Linked DNA regions of Mus musculus: region 2 is linked to region 1. Evidence: chromatin contacts called from public HiChIP or PLAC-seq data. All regions are on one chromosome and are shown on one strand. Each heading gives the region's core, a stretch centred on a gene start, on an enhancer-like site or on the middle of the called end of the contact. The rest is flanking DNA. Distances are from core to core; before and after follow the strand shown.

Region 1 (7,706 bases), core at 2,550-5,049:
TGCTAGCCATATTCCAGAAAGTGGAGAGACATCTAAAATAAAGAACTGAAAAACATTAAAATCCTTGCCAATAAGTAAAAGGGCCAGTGAGCAGAACAGACAGTTCTCAAGTAAGTACAAATGGCCAATAAATGTCCAACATCCTTAGCCATCAGAAAAATTCAAATAAAAATACTTTGCAATTTAACCCCACCCCAGTCAGGCTAGCTATCATCAAGAAATGACTGACAGGTGCTTGCAAGGATGTGGGGAAAGAGAGAGCCTTAGTCACTCACTAAATGGGGTGGGGGTGGGGAGTGAATCGGTGCAGCCGCTGAGAAACACCTGCACATGTGCGCTCATTGCTGCTCTACTCACAAAGCAAGAATGCGGTTGGCTTAGCTGGCCTTCAGCAGACGGATGGATAATGCAAATGTGTCCGGACAGATACACCATGAGTTTTATTCAGCTATAAAGAGAACTGATGCCATGAAATTTGCAGGGAAATGGATAGAACCCAAGCTCACAAAGAGAAATATTACATGTTCGGTGTTTTGTGCAAATAGCTTCTAAATATTAAGTATGTGTATTTTGGTGAGAGTAAATGTAGGGATTACACTTATACTATTCACTTATATATTTATATATACTTATATATATTCACTACTGTACTTATATAGCTTTTATATTGTATTAGATGTTGCAAACTAAAACAAAACAAAACCTATCAAATACTATAAGAATTTTTTCTCTTTTACATTGTAGAAAAAAGAAAGCTGAAAGCCTTCCTCACAGTGGAGAATATATTCTAAATCTCATTTCTGTGAATATTTGCATGTAAGTCTAAACTTCTGGAAAAGTAGAGATGAAGAAAAGCCAGTCATAGAGGCCACACGCAGGGATGTGGCTGCGTGGCTGTTTTTGCTTAGGGACATAAGCAGAATCTGTTAATCATATTGACCTTGACCATACAGTGTGGATCCATTCCTCCATTGTTGGCAGCACAGAAATGAATTTCATTTTTATCTGGAAATGGTTTCATTAAATAAGGAGGTAGACTTTCTGGTAAAAATGTCCAGGATGCTGGCTTAACCTGGAGAGACTTGCTTTGTGTGACAGTGGAGAATGGCTAACCAGGAGAGTTTTGAAAATGATACGTTAGAAAGAAAGCCACAGAGCAGGGTTGTGAGGGCTAGCGCACACTTTTTGTACACCCTGTCTTTGTACAGTACTCTTGCGAGGCTGAGTTTCTTTCATACCTAGTTATTACAGGGAAGCACAGCAAAGCGGCGAGGTGATTTTTATTCATTTTGCTTTAATATTGACAGTTGCCTTCTACTCTGAATTTTCCCCCTCTGACTCTTTCTCACCATCAGCTTTCAAAAACTAATTGATTTAGATTCATTAAAAGTTGGAGTCTTGTAGAGCATTTGAACTAAAATGAAAAACATTCGAAGCAAACTCAATAGAGATTTATAACCATTGCTTGCGTAAATGATACTTTTAAGTGAAGCACATTTTTATGTTTTTAAATTAACAAAATGACCAGGAATCTTTAGTGGGTACAAAATATTTCATATTTTATACATATTTCATGGCTTAAAATTTTCCAGAAATATTGTATGTCTGTTATATTGAGGGATAAAATACGTGACGCCAATACTCAACACTATGGGCAGACCCACTATGGGGGAGGTCGCACTGGGAGGTTATAGCACTGCTCTGCCACATACATAGCCTCAGCTCTTTGCTTGGGGGGCTGCAATAGGGTGGGTATAGTGCTGCTTTGCTACATAGCCTCAGCTCTTTGTGGCAATATGAGAAGCAGTGAGGTAGAGAGCTGTCATGACACTTCAAGAAAAATAGTGTGATTCTTTGGAAGGCCTGTCTGGCTGGGTGCCACCACTCAGCCAAGTTCTTTAGCTCCTGTCAGTTTGTGGTCAGTATGGAACTGGTTCTTTGACTGGTGGTAGAATGTGCTGAGAAATTGGCACAGTATTCTCGAGGCTTTGACAATTTCCTTGAATCTGAGCAGAAAACCCAGATACTCAAGACTGCGGTCAATTTCACTCATTCTGTGTATTCAGTAGAGCATGCTTTGCCAGGACTCTAGTGAGTGTCATTGGCAGAACACAGGGAGTTCAAGCTACAGTGAGGAGGCAGAGGGACGGGTGGGGTGGTCTGGGCAGTGAACCTGGAAAGGGGGAAGCCCTCAGTGCTGCGCTGGCCTTGCAAGCAGTAGGGAGGCCATTGATGCTATAGCAGGAGCTTTGAAGAACCAGTTCATTGGTGGCAGAAACACATCATTTGGTTGAAGCGAAGTGGATCATAGAGCATCAGAGAGGTGGGATACAAAGGAAGAGACACAGTCAGGTGTAAACTGTGACCCCAGTTCTTGGGGTGATGAATCTGGACAGCCAGAGCTACAGAGTGATATCCTGTCTCAAAACAGAAACAAAGAAGGAAAACTACACCCAACTGAGAAAACAGTGCTTTCTGGGATTGACTTTTTGTTTTTCTTTTTGGCAGCCTGCCTTCCTTTCTTCCTTCTTTCCTCCCTCCCTCCCTCCCTCCCTCCCTCCCTCCCTCCCTTCCTTCCTTCCTCCCTCCCTCCCTCCCTCCCTCCCTCCCTTCCTTCCTTCCTTCCTTCCTTCCTTCCTTCCTTCCTTCCAGCTCCTCATTCTTCCTACCCCATATTACTGGTTCCTTTCCTCCCCCTCAAATAATTCTCCCCTCTGCTTTCATGTCGCACATAATTCATTACCCCACTTAATTTCTTCCTCTCCTCCCATGATCCCCTTTCTAGTTTTCAGCATGTATGCGCACATTTAAATCAGTATTTTACATACAAGAGGACACATGCATTTGTTTTTCTGTGTGTGGTGTTTTGTTTAACATAGTGTTCTGTAGCTCCATCCTTCCCCCTATGAATGCTGTTGACTTCATTTTTTCTTTATGTTTGAAGAAAAGTCCATTACATATATGTACTACATTTTCTTATCTATTCTTCTACTTATGGACATCTTAGCATGGCCCGTTTCTTTATTATTGTGACAAGTATGACAGGAAACATGGATGTTAAGGTATCTCTGTAGTATATCGTGTTAGAGTCCTTTGGGTATATGATCAAAAGTGGATTATGGGAGTACATGCTCCATGCTTTCCCCATTGATTGGCTAGTACTACTAAATGTAATAAGGAAGCCGGAGAAGTGAATTCTGACAGCTGTGCCCCTGTAGTGGGCTCCATATCCTTTCAGTGCCCATGCCTTCTGTCAGATCCCTGGCCATTATCAGCAAGAGTGTTTGCTTGATGTAGGAGAGTGCTTAGTATTTTAGTTTGCAGCTAGGACATCCTGTAAGTACTAGGGAAGTTCATACCCTGAGAGCAGCCCAATGAGTGATGATTGTGAACAATGGGAAACATTCTTTGTCTTGCTTTCAGGCAGACACAGCTGAGGTTTACACATCCCAGTCTTTGAAGGGTGTCACTTCACACTTCTCTGTTGACCCCCCAGACGCACAAATTCTGTCCCTCATTGGCTTGCCTCAAGGCCTACTTAGAGGGACCCCTTACCAATGCAGGGTCTTAACCTGCTTATTCCTACCTTTTCACATCACTGGGGACAAAGCACTGTTGCCTGCTCAGGATCCTCCCTGAAGCAGTATGTGATGTGAACCTGTCATGTTTGCTGTGGTGAAAGGGGGCAGTGAATGTTGAAGAACTGTTATCTCTAAGCTTCTCAGTGGGAAACTGTGAGGAAATGACCTGCAGCCCTGACTCATAATCCTGCCTCCCAGATGCAAAGTGTGCCAGCCACGAAGGCAGCAGTGACACACTCCCTCATTAGGTTCTGTCTCTGAGCAAGTGATCTCACCCACTCTCTCCTCATCTGCAAGTCATCTTTCTGATTCCTGAGCCAAATTTCCAAGGGCTTAAGTGGCTTTCCCATTTTGCTCTCTCACAGCAACACGGCAGCTCATTGGTTAAGCAGCTGTGGTTGTGAGCACGTGAGAGATTCCATTCTTTAATTGCAATGCACACCAACTTGGCTCAGCAGACCCATTAGCTGAAAGTGAAATGGACGTCAGTCTAACAGCAAACTGGGATATTGCTGGAGTGAATTAGTACCTCTGCCCACAGGGAACAGCAGTGTAGAGGCTCCCTTTGGAAGCAGCCTGTGGGCTGCAGGCATGCCTTGCAGAGTGGTCACACAAGTTGCTGGGCAGGATGTTTTTTCCAAGTGTCTAGGACAACGTGACTGGGTCAAGTAAAGGCGGAGATGGGAACTATCAGAGGGAAGTGCTTTTTCTTCCCTCTTCTTTTTTTTATCTCTCACTTTTTTTTAGTAATATTTTTAAATTCAGTCTTTGAAAATGTGATAACACTTATACAATGTACTTTGATCGTATCTATCCACTACTACCAACTAGTGCCCCCATCCTGTCTCCCTGTCTCTCTCCCAACTTCATGCTGTCCTTTCATTTTATTAATTTAATTTAATATCCACAGTCATCTAGCTGAACTTGAGGCTTACTCCCTGCCTGCTAGCTTTCATAATCTTGGAAGTTACTCTACAAACTACTTTGCAGTGTTTGGGGGCACAATAAGCATCAAGTCTTACTTAGCTGTGAACTCCACTCTTACTCAGCTGTGAACTCTTTGACCATGTCAGACAAGGTGTACCCACTGATGTATTAGTGGCACAACGGTTCTGAGAGTAACCCATCACTCTCTGATTGGCTTTGCGGCTTGCTCCACAAGATGGAATTTATACCTAGTACTGTAAATCTGGCCAAAATTCTATGGCTGAGGAAGTCAGGGTCTAGGAGTGAACTTTTTGCTCTTGTTTGGCTAAATTGTTATGGTACCAAGATGCCTTCTAAAAATTCATTTAGGAGGAATTATAGATAAATGTTATTTCCAGCCATAAGCAGAGATGCTTCTCTGCAGGGACTCATGGTTTTCAAGGTATTAAGAATATGCAAAGATTGAGTACTCAGCCCTAAACTGGACATTTATAACAATATTTCTATGGCATAAGAGATTTTTGTTCAAGGAGGTAGAAAGAAAATAGAAACTAGAAGGAAAGAAGAAGGGCTAAGACATTTGACATGGCCAAGGAAGTCATAACCTCAGAGCAACTTTGGCTGTCTGCAGTGGGCCTTTATAAGACTGGGCCTGTCATCAGTTAATGGATTAGGAGGGACTCATGGGGCCCCATCCTCAGGCTGAACTGTCGCTACTGGTGGTTTCTGGTGAAGAGACAGTCATTGTTTTCAGGTGTGTACCCACAGAGGCTCCCACCAGGCTCCAATGAATAGTTCCCCACACATGGTCACACAGATGATCCTAGTTAAACTCTGAGTCTCAAAGACAAAAACAAAACAAGAAAAAACAAAGACATGATTATGGGAGAAGGACTTGTGGGGACAGGGGAGGTTTAATAGAACTGGAAGGGAGATTAGAGAGGCTGGGGCTTCACTGATCAGAAGAGACTTTATACATGTGTGAAATTGTTAAAGAACAAACTCAATAAAAGTAATAGAAAAGAGGAACAAAAACTGAAAAGAAAAAAATGATACTCTGTTCTGTGAAATAATTGAACAGCAAAACAATTGTATTGTCTCTGTTCCCAGTTCTCCTTTAAAATCATCTGTTTCAAGTATATGAGCCAGGGTTTTTTGGTTTTTGTTTTTTTTTTTTTAAATATGATTAACACGTTTGAAAGCTTTAGCTAGTAACATTTTAGAAGTGAGCAATTCTAACCAAACTTAAAACCATCTTTTGGTAAGTCCTGCATCCTTTCTAAAAGGAAGAAAAACAGAAGTAAAAAAAAATCAACAAAAAAGAAAATAACACAATTAAAAATGGGGTACAGAACTAAGCAGAGAGTTCTCAAAAGATGAGCCATAAATGGCTGAGACACACTTAAAGAAATGTTCAGCATCCTCGGCCATTAGAGAAGTGCAGATTGAAACAACTGAGATTTTATCTTACTTCAGTCAGAATGGACAAGGTCAATAAAACAAATGACATCACATGCTGGCAAGGTTGTGGGACAAGAGGAACAGCTATTCATTTTTGGTGAGATTGTAAACTTGTACATCAGTGTGGGAATCAGTGTGCAATTCCTCAGCCAAAAATAGATGTACCTCAAGAACCAGCCACAGCACTCTGGGGCACTGACCCTGAGGGTCTCTGTAGCCTACTACAGAGACCCTGACTTATTTGTGTTCCCTGCTGCTGTAGCCATAAGAGCCTAATGTCCACCAACTGATGGATGATGAAAATGTGCTACATTTACACAACTAGGTATTAGTCAGCTTTTAAGAAAAATTAAATTTTCAGGTAAATGGATTGAGCTAGAAAAAAATAATCTTGAGTTGATGTAACTCAGACTCCAAAAGACAAATATTGTATATTTTTCCTCATATGTGGATATGAGCTTTTAAGCTTTCAGAATGTGTACTATAACCACAGAGATCAGGTACCCATTAAGGGACCATGGAGAAGAGGAAATAAAATATAGTGTTATGGAGTGATAAAGAGGAATCAAGACTGGGAGGGCTGAATAGGGAGAGGAAGGGAAGAGGGGGGAAGAGGGCATAAAAGGAGGGAAGAAGAGGAGGGAAGAGGGGGGATGGTAAAGGAGGGAACATGAGGAGGGACAACTAACACTAAAGGACATTTGAACAACCATATGGAAACCTACTACCATAAAAGTTCCTAACATATAAACATATATAAAAGAAGTCCAAGTGGACCACCAAATAATAGTGGTGACAGTGTCCCAAATAGACATTGTATGCCACCAAATAAATCCTCCAGTGCTAGGAATATCTTACATTGTGTTGAGTCCCTGACTAAAGGGGTACTGTGGAACCTCCCTAAACATCATTGCCTATTGCCAACACTATTGCTTGCTTTCTACAACCTGATTGTAAGACCCTATTTCTGAAGACATTTATGCCATACAACACTTGACAAAGTAGTGTTCTGGTGCCCAACTAGAAGATTCACCTCTTCTAAGTAGTATTTATGGTACTACAAGGTGCTCTAAACACTTACAGAGGAGAAAAGCAGTCATCAATATCACCCATTTTCAAACCTTGCAACCTACAATGGTGCAATAGTTGCACATATGTTACAGGAGTAGCCCACCACTTGAGAAAATTTAAGGCCTTCTCCATTTGAGATAGAGCCTATCACAGCTATTGCTAAAAGTGCCAAGAACCTAACACTAGATAGGTCGTCGGCCTAGGGGAAAACCTACCATTACTCTGCTAAAGGAACACACTAATAAAATGACTCCTTATTGCATACGGCTATATCCATAGATCAGTGCTTCACTCAGCCCACATCAGAGAATTTTCATCTTGCAGTAAATGCAAATTAACACAGACACCCATAACTGGACAGTATGCAGAGAATGACAGACTCAATCTTAAATGTGATGTCTTCATCAAACCCTCCTTTAAGGCTCAGGGATCTGAGTGGAAGAGGAGGCAGAAAGATTGTAAGAACCAGCTGGTGGAGGACTCAAAGGAAACAGAGTCTTCCAGATTGATGCACACATGACCTCACAGGGGCTGAGAGCATGCACACGGCCTGCACAGATTCAAGGTAGACAGGGTCCCAGCATTGAAAAGAGGCTTTCAACTGCTAACCAAGAAGCAATCTGTAACTGATACCCACTGGTGCTTATGAACCCTATTCAAGAACAG
Region 2 (7,706 bases), core at 3,368-5,867, 550 kb after region 1:
GCTACTTCATGTACATAAGATTTTAGGACCCATAAAACGAGAGTCAGATTAGGGGAAAAAAATTAAAAAGACAAAAAAGCCCTCAGGTGGGAAAAGGTAAGCCAAGGCGCTGAGACAAGGGCTGGGCCTGCAGCTGCTAAAAGCCCACTTTAGCTCGGAGCCTTTCCTTAACTATGACTTCTCAGCAAAGCATTGCCTTTGTGTGGTGATCATTAAACTAGGAAGTGTGGGGTGCACCTTTAAACAGAAAATTATCTCAAAAGTCCTTTATACGCATGTATGAAATTCTCAAGAAAAAATGCATACAAGAAGTCTTTTTTTTTAATAAATAAAAACAAAAGAGGTAAAAGAGAGTCATCCAAATGCTGCTATCACTGTCGCCCAAGATGGCCTTGAAGTAATTTTCTAAACATTTCCAGTGAAAATTGGCTAATGATCGATCATCAACCCTGCTGCCAGTCCTTGAAGGCCATGGTTACTATCTTCCTAATCTGGGCTCTTTTACAGACTCCTTCTCTCTCACTTCCAGCCAGCAAAAGTAAGCAAGACAGTTAGACCTCTCTTTTTAACCAGTTTGTCTGTGAGCAGATCTTAAACACTCAGCCTTAGGCTCTAAGGGGAGCAGGAACACCATTCAGACCAATCATAAGATGGAGAAGTGGGAGGTCCTTCTAGGACCCTCAAGTGCACACAGATGGAATAAACACGACAGTCCGTCAGTTACCTACAGTGCGTTCTTCCTCTGGCCAACGTGATTTTCAAGACATTGTTCAGACACTTAGTTGTATTCTGCTGAAGTCATTAAATAATGACATACCACGGAGAACCTGGGGACCCTGTGTAAAACCTTGACAACATAGGCTGAGATTCTTACGTTAGTTTGGAGTGCATCCAAAGACCAAAGAATGTCTCCAATCATGAAGTATCTATTTAAGCGGTGAGATTGTTAGGTTTGGGGAGTTCTAGGGAGGTACTTTCACAATATTCCCTCAAACTAAATCAATCACTTAAGCCTTTCTCTTCCTTAATTTTTTTTCTTTCAACAAAATCTTGTTGGTTGGAAACCTAATCTAAACACAGAGAAGGATGGTGAGCGGTAGAGCTTTAAATCAGTGAGCCCAACCTCCAGAGTTTCTGATTTGACTCGGGGACACAGCCTGATACAACTGAGAGATGTGCCCCAAGCAGAGTGCTCCTGTTGGGTTGCAGCAGTGACTGGTGGCTTCTGGGATCAACTGGCGTTTAAATAGATAAGTAAAGAGAATTAAAGCCAGAAAAAGAAATCTTCCCACAATTGTGTGTGTGTGTGTGTGTGTGTGTGTGTGTGTCCTCACAAAAGAGTTTGAAAAGCAAGTAAGGTGATTCAAACAGGTGCTAAAGGGTTGGGGTTTGTTTTTCTCTTTGATAAGCCAATGCAAATGTGTCCATCCAGCCCAAAGAGTCAAAAAATTCAATTTACTGGAAGTTTTATTCCCTCTATGGCTGCTATAGCTTCACAGCAAATTTATCCTTCTGGTATACCTGGACTAGATACTATAAATTACAAATACAATCTTTAGCCCCTGTTATGTTGTTTTCTATACATGATTCATGACTGGAGACTTAATGTTTGCTATAACAGTAATAACAAGAGCTGATTTGAGCACTTGCTAAAATCTCGATACAATTAGGGTATTTCACAGGCATTATTTCAGGAGTCCTCAAAACAATGCTATTAAGTACGTGCCATTCCCAGCCTCGCTTTACACATAAGGAAGCAAAGCTAGAGGGAGATGATGCAGTGAGGTCAGATTTGAAGCATGAGCCTGCCTCACCAATGACAAAGGCTTGGCAGTTGGGAGGGTGGAGATGGTGAATGCTATTCTGCAAAGGTGACTAAGAAACTATTGGTGGATCCACCCAGGTACAAGAACAGAGAGACAGCAGGTACAGGCCTCCTTCACCAAGTCCAGTACTCTAGATGTGCTTTCCCTCCCAATGAAGCACTAGTCTCCCTGCCACCCTCTCTTTCTCCCCCCACATCCTCATTTTAATGTATAAAGTTTTGCCCATTTTTTCCATGTCTACATTCATGTGTACACAGAAATTGTTTCAAATATTGATAGAATTAGACCTGGATTTTGGACCACGGTCTTAACATAACAAAGGCTTGCAACACCAGGTCTTGTTGGAAGCAGCCACAGTTAAGAAAATTGACAGAGATCAGAAGGTGGCTGGGAATTCCCAGAGAGCAACCACAGCAACACACAAAGGAACTTAGTGAGATGTTAGAAACTTCTGAATTTTGTTTCATAAGCCCTCAAGAGGTACACGGGTATACTCAATTGTGGAAGCTTTTTTAACTTCCAATCAGTGTGTGTGTTTTCGGAATGAATCAAACGTCCATTATAAAATAAGATTACAGTTCCTATTGTTTTGTGTCATCTAAAGAATTCAAGCCTTACCAAGTAGCTTCTTCTTATTGCAGAACATCATCACCCTGAGTTTTCACCACGTCATGGGTGTCAGCCTATGAGAGAGAAAGAGAGAGAGAGAGAGAGAGAGAGAGAGAGAGAGAGAGAGAGAGATTAGTATTTGAAAGATGCTCAGTACCTTTATATTAACCCTCCTCAATGGTCTTTCTACACAAATTTAGATGACAAGTTGCGACATAATAAAGAACAATAAGTCTACATTAAAATACTTAAATCAAACCAGATAATAATAATTCTGTGCCATAAAAAATGCATGTTTGTATTACAAATATATTGGGATTCAGAAAAAAAACATACTTCAAAGTGAAGGCCTCGAAGCAACACTTGCCTCTGACCTCCTTCCTTTCCTCTTTCCTGCTGCTCAAAGAAGTCTCAGAAGTGAGAATTCCTCCTCCTTAGGGATGGTCAGAGAACCCAGAGACCCTTTCCCTCAAATGTAGCCATGAAAGCTAAATTGCTCTCCCTAAACATCCCCACCATAGTGCTGCATAGCACTGTCCAAGAAGAAATTCTCTGACATATTTTTGGATTATAGGTCCTAAGATTCCCCCTATGCCACTGCTTAAAGCGTCCAGTTCCATGCCCCAATGGGGGAAAATGTCACAAATGAGAGCCAAGAAGAATCTGGACAGATAGATTTTGTGGGCATCCTCTACTACATCATCTTTTGTTGGCTCAGACCATTTCTGTCCAATCAAATGGCTATATGGCACCCTCTGCTTCAGTGAAACAGCCCACAAAAATGGATTGTTGACTCAGCATCTGTCTTTGCGTCTTCATCTTGGAATCCAGAATTATTACTGGCTGGTCACCAACAACTCATAGTGTTTTCTCATCCCTGCTAACTTGTCTATTGTCAGTTTTTCTTAGCAGACTATGTTACATCATAGTGAAATTTTTGAACTTCTCAGTGAAGGCTTTATGGCAACCCCTGATAAGCACATATGTGTGCACTGGATTTGGCAAACAATTTTAATCAACTTTTCTAACTTATCACAAACACTAGGAATTGGGAATTGCTAACCAGGCTGCAACTCACCACAACCCAAAATTTTCTACTCACCTATCTATATATATGTTCTTCTCTTAGTTGCTACCCAACACACTAAAATAATACCATTATTATCTTTTTTTTCCTGTGTGTGGCCTAATTTTTTATGAGATAAACCCTATCAAAGATCTAAAGTGAGCCAATGCACAAACAGATTACACACAACATTCACAACCTGTGGAAATGAGCACATGAAGCATTGCAAACAAGTGGCAGAGCAAGCAGGCGTATGGAATCGGCGGCATTCTGTTGGTTAGAAACAGAAATGATGTATCTGCTTCCTGCCCAGAGAAGTTACATGCAGAACATATGGAGTGTACTGAAAGAAGTACCGTGTGGTCAGCCGCACGGACACCAAATAAGGGGAAGAATAGTACGTTTGGCTTAGCAGTTACAAAAAAAAAAGATGTTTAAAGGGAAGTGCATCAATCCCCAAGGTTCTAATACCGATCTCTTGGTGTCCAAAATGCCAGAAACCATCCATTTGTCTCCCTGTTACCTCCCGGGGGGGGGGGGTGCCTGACAAAAAAAGAGGTGCTGAGAGTAGGAATCTAGGCGTTCCTAGTGCCCAGATTAATAAAACTGATGAGTCTAAGCACAAAGATTGGTCATTGTTGCCATGTGCTACTAGAATCAGGAGTAATTATAACACATTAGAAACCCCCCTGTTCCCTCCTGTACACCTTCCATGCTATCAGTTCCAAGACTGCCCAGACCATCTCTCCAAAGCCTCCTCTCTGCCCGCATCCCTGCCTAGGCGGTGGGTATCATCTAGGACCTTACAGCTGACCACACACCATTCTTCCTCTGTGCTTATGCTCATAGGCCTGTCTTGGTCCAGACCTGGGAAGCTATAGACCAGTGTCCACATCAAAACTACAGACATCCTCGTTAAAGTGGAATGGCATCAGGTCATAACCCTGCTAAGAAACCCAGAAGTCCTCACATCAGCCTCAGGAAAGAAAGATTTAACACATCAGCTAAGACCTCTACCATCTTGTTTCTGCTCATGGGTCTTACCTGGTTTCTCCCTCCTTCCCTCACTTTCCACAATCCTCTGTTCACTCCTCGTGTCTGCACTTCAGAAATGCTCAGCTTAACTCTTTTCCATCTGGGGACCTTCATGAGTCATCTTCCCTATAAGTATAGCCATGTAACCACGGCCCCACCCTCTTCAACTCACATATTAACTCATATGGCACTTCCTCCACAAGCCACTTCCTATGTGTCCCACAAACCCTGGTACTGTTCCTCTCGGAGTCGATGGCACTCTAGACTGTATTTGTGGACTACATTGGCCTTCTCATTACTTCCCAAGCTTCAGTGGCATGGGAACCTCCTCATCTGGCCCATGGTTTTGTTCCTGATATCTGACACATGCCTGGCTCACAGTGCTATTCTGTGTGTTTATTGAACATGAATGAACGAAGCTTTCTATTTCCCTAAGAAATGGAGCATGGACCTACACATGCTGAAGGGCCCTCCCCTTTTAGCAATTATTCTTTCTAGGGCTCAAGCACCAGAGTGGCTTTGATCTATCATCTGTTTGAGGCTCCTGAGGGTTGGGAGTATTTCATTTCTCTTGCCCGCCCCTGTCCCTTCATATATGGCTATCTCCTAAACACCCTGAAAGCAGATTAGGACCAAGCAGGATAAGTGCACATTTGATGTCATAGCAAGTTGAAGAGCATGGGAAAGAAGGGAAGAGTAGCCAGAACTTAGAGGAGAACCTCGGGCCCTCCAGCTAAAAGGAGATTGTCAGGAGGAGTGTTCTTGTCAGTTAAATTTGTTCTTTGACAATTATAAGCACATAAGTAGTGCATTTGGTCACCACAGCCTTCCCTATCTCCTGCTCACTCCTACCATGCTCCCCTCCTGAATCCCACAGTCATGCCTCTTTTTGTTTGGAGACTCTCTGATTTTAGCCAGGAGCACTTGTGTAGCCATGGGTTTGGAACTATCTGTTTCAGCCTGGTGGTCTCACTGATGGGTACACAGCTAAAGTCAACGACTATCTCTACCCCAGAAGCAATCAAAGAATGCTTTTAGAATACAAAGAAATTTCTTTATGTTAGTCTTTCCTCTGAAAAAATACATAGGCAAATCAGTCCTCACCCACAGGACTTTTTTTCTGGTTTATTTGTTTGTTTGTTTGTCTGTCTGTCTGTTTTGATACAGGATCTGAAGGTCTGTCACTTGCCATATATCCTAGACTAGCCTCAAACTCACAGCAATCCCCCTGCCTCAGCTTCCTGGTTGCTAGGATTACAGATATTTCCACCACATACAGCCTTTTCATAATTACTTCTTTGTTTCATGAGGCAGGTACCAAAAGGAGCCAGAGCAGACGTTGGATGGCGTCAGGAGGGAGAACACAGAACGTGAGGATGACATCTGGTGCCCCATCTGGCCAGAAGAAAACGACTAATCAAGGTGTCTAAGCCAACTTGTTAAGACAAGAGAATTGTCCCTGGGGACTAATCTGACAGGTTCTGTTTTACTGGTTCATTAGATGCTGAGAGAGTGGTGCTAACTGATAACCATTGTTAAGGATGGAGCTAAAAGCATCTGTGGACTGCAGAGCACGTGGACCACATGCATGTGGACAGCTTTCCTCTTCTCTTATTTTACATCTTCCTGAAAGTTCTTCTCACTTGCAAGATTGCCCATAGATGAGGCTTAAAGGAACGCACTTTCTTCATTCCCTGACAGCCTTCTACTTTCACTCTCAGCTTCTCACTGTCTCCTTCCAAAGTGTCTCCGAGTCGTTTATCTTGAAGATAGTGAATATATCCATTTCAACTCTAAGCATTTTTACTTTTATAAAAATACTCTCTGCTCCATAACTCAGAATGTGACATCACCCTTGCTGTGGGAATTAAACTACCGAATGATTTCTAGAAACTTTTTCCTCAGTCGTTCCTGACTTGAGGGCTTTAATCTCTAAAACAGAATTATAACAAAGCCAGAAAGAATCCACGTTTAAGCCCATCTCCACCAATCCAATCCTTCCCTTGGAACACTGCCCAAGCAGGCGTAGTCTATGGAAGACTGCAGCCAGTGCAGCAGACGTCAGTCAAACTTGAAGAAAATGAAACTCCCTTTAATACTATATAATAATTCCTATAAATACTCTTCCTATTCCTCACCAAAATGTGCTCATCCTTTGATGCTCTTCCTCGCCTGGGTTAGGGTGTTTAGGAGATAGGAGATAGCGGTATATAGGAGGACCGGGCCATCAAAAGAGATGAAATACCCTCATGCTTTTTTAAATGTGTGTGTGTGTGTGTGTGTGTGTGTTCAGACACATGAGTGTGAGAGTGTACCACGGTGCACATGTGGATGTCAGAAGGCAACCTCTAATGTTAGAGCTGGCCTTCCATCTTGAATGACACAGGATCTCTTATCCACTACTGCATAAACCAGACTACCTAGCATACACACTTTCAGAGAGTCTACTGCCGTCACTTCCTGCCTTCCCATAGGAACACTGGTATTACCAATGCATGCTACCACACCAGGCTTTCTGCAAGCTCTGAGCCTCCATACTCATGGTCTCTGCTACACAGCAAGTGCTTTATCCAGCAAGCCATTGAGCCAGGTCTGGGCATTTTCAGTCTTGCATGTTCAACTCTCCAAAATACCCTTTTTAAAACTACCCCAAATCATATAAAATGGTAAAATGTCTTTTACTATAGGATAAATCATATCTTACCCTTGGCTTCACCTCATGCAAAGATCAGTGGTTCCCTCCTGTAAAAGTTCTAATAGCATAAATATGATAGATAAATAGATGGCAGATAGAGAGATTGATACAAATAAATACCCCAATAGCTATCAATAGACAAGGAGATGATCTTTAAATAGATGATATATAGATGATTAATCGACATACAAAGGTAGATAGAAGACTGATATAGACAGATAATTCAAATACATAAATAAGAGAGAGATCATAGAAGACTGATATCAGCAGGTAAATATAGGTATGCAAACACACACACTCATATATGGGTGAATGAAAGGGGAGTGTGAAAATACAGAAGAAAGTTAACATGTACACACACATATGTGTGTATATATTCATTTAAAATTAAATAAGTACATTAAAAAAACACAATTGGGCTGGTGAGATGGCTCAGTGGGTAAGAGCACCCGACTGTTCTTCCAAAGGTCCAGAG

The links. HiChIP or PLAC-seq counts read pairs in DNA pulled down with a chosen protein or histone mark.
Region 2: an H3K27ac HiChIP or PLAC-seq map of embryonic fibroblasts shows a contact between it and region 1, with 9 times the contacts expected there. The contact joins the promoter of Atp8b4 here to the enhancer-like site in region 1. A contact is called at or near these places in 8 of 39 promoter capture datasets (the 3T3-L1 cell line, cranial neural crest, embryonic stem cells and 5 more) and 1 of 115 datasets of contacts at active chromatin or transcription factors (embryonic fibroblasts).

Annotation. Positions count from the first base shown.
Region 1 is chr2:125,937,447-125,945,152 of GRCm38.p6, forward strand. The region is part of intron 7 of Galk2 (galactokinase 2); the gene reads left to right. Among named protein-coding and RNA genes, the nearest start is that of Galk2, 75 kb to the left of the region's middle. Within about 2 kb of position 3,800, at least 64 of the 459 cell types and tissues checked have an H3K27ac peak or open chromatin away from gene starts, as enhancers often do. A contact at or near this core is called in embryonic fibroblasts, where this site is marked.
Region 2 is chr2:126,486,936-126,494,641 of GRCm38.p6, forward strand. It overlaps Atp8b4 (ATPase, class I, type 8B, member 4), which reads right to left and starts at 4,618. Exons shown (of 28, transcript NM_001080944.3): 1 at 4,546-4,618; 2 at 2,445-2,509. The coding sequence starts at 2,475.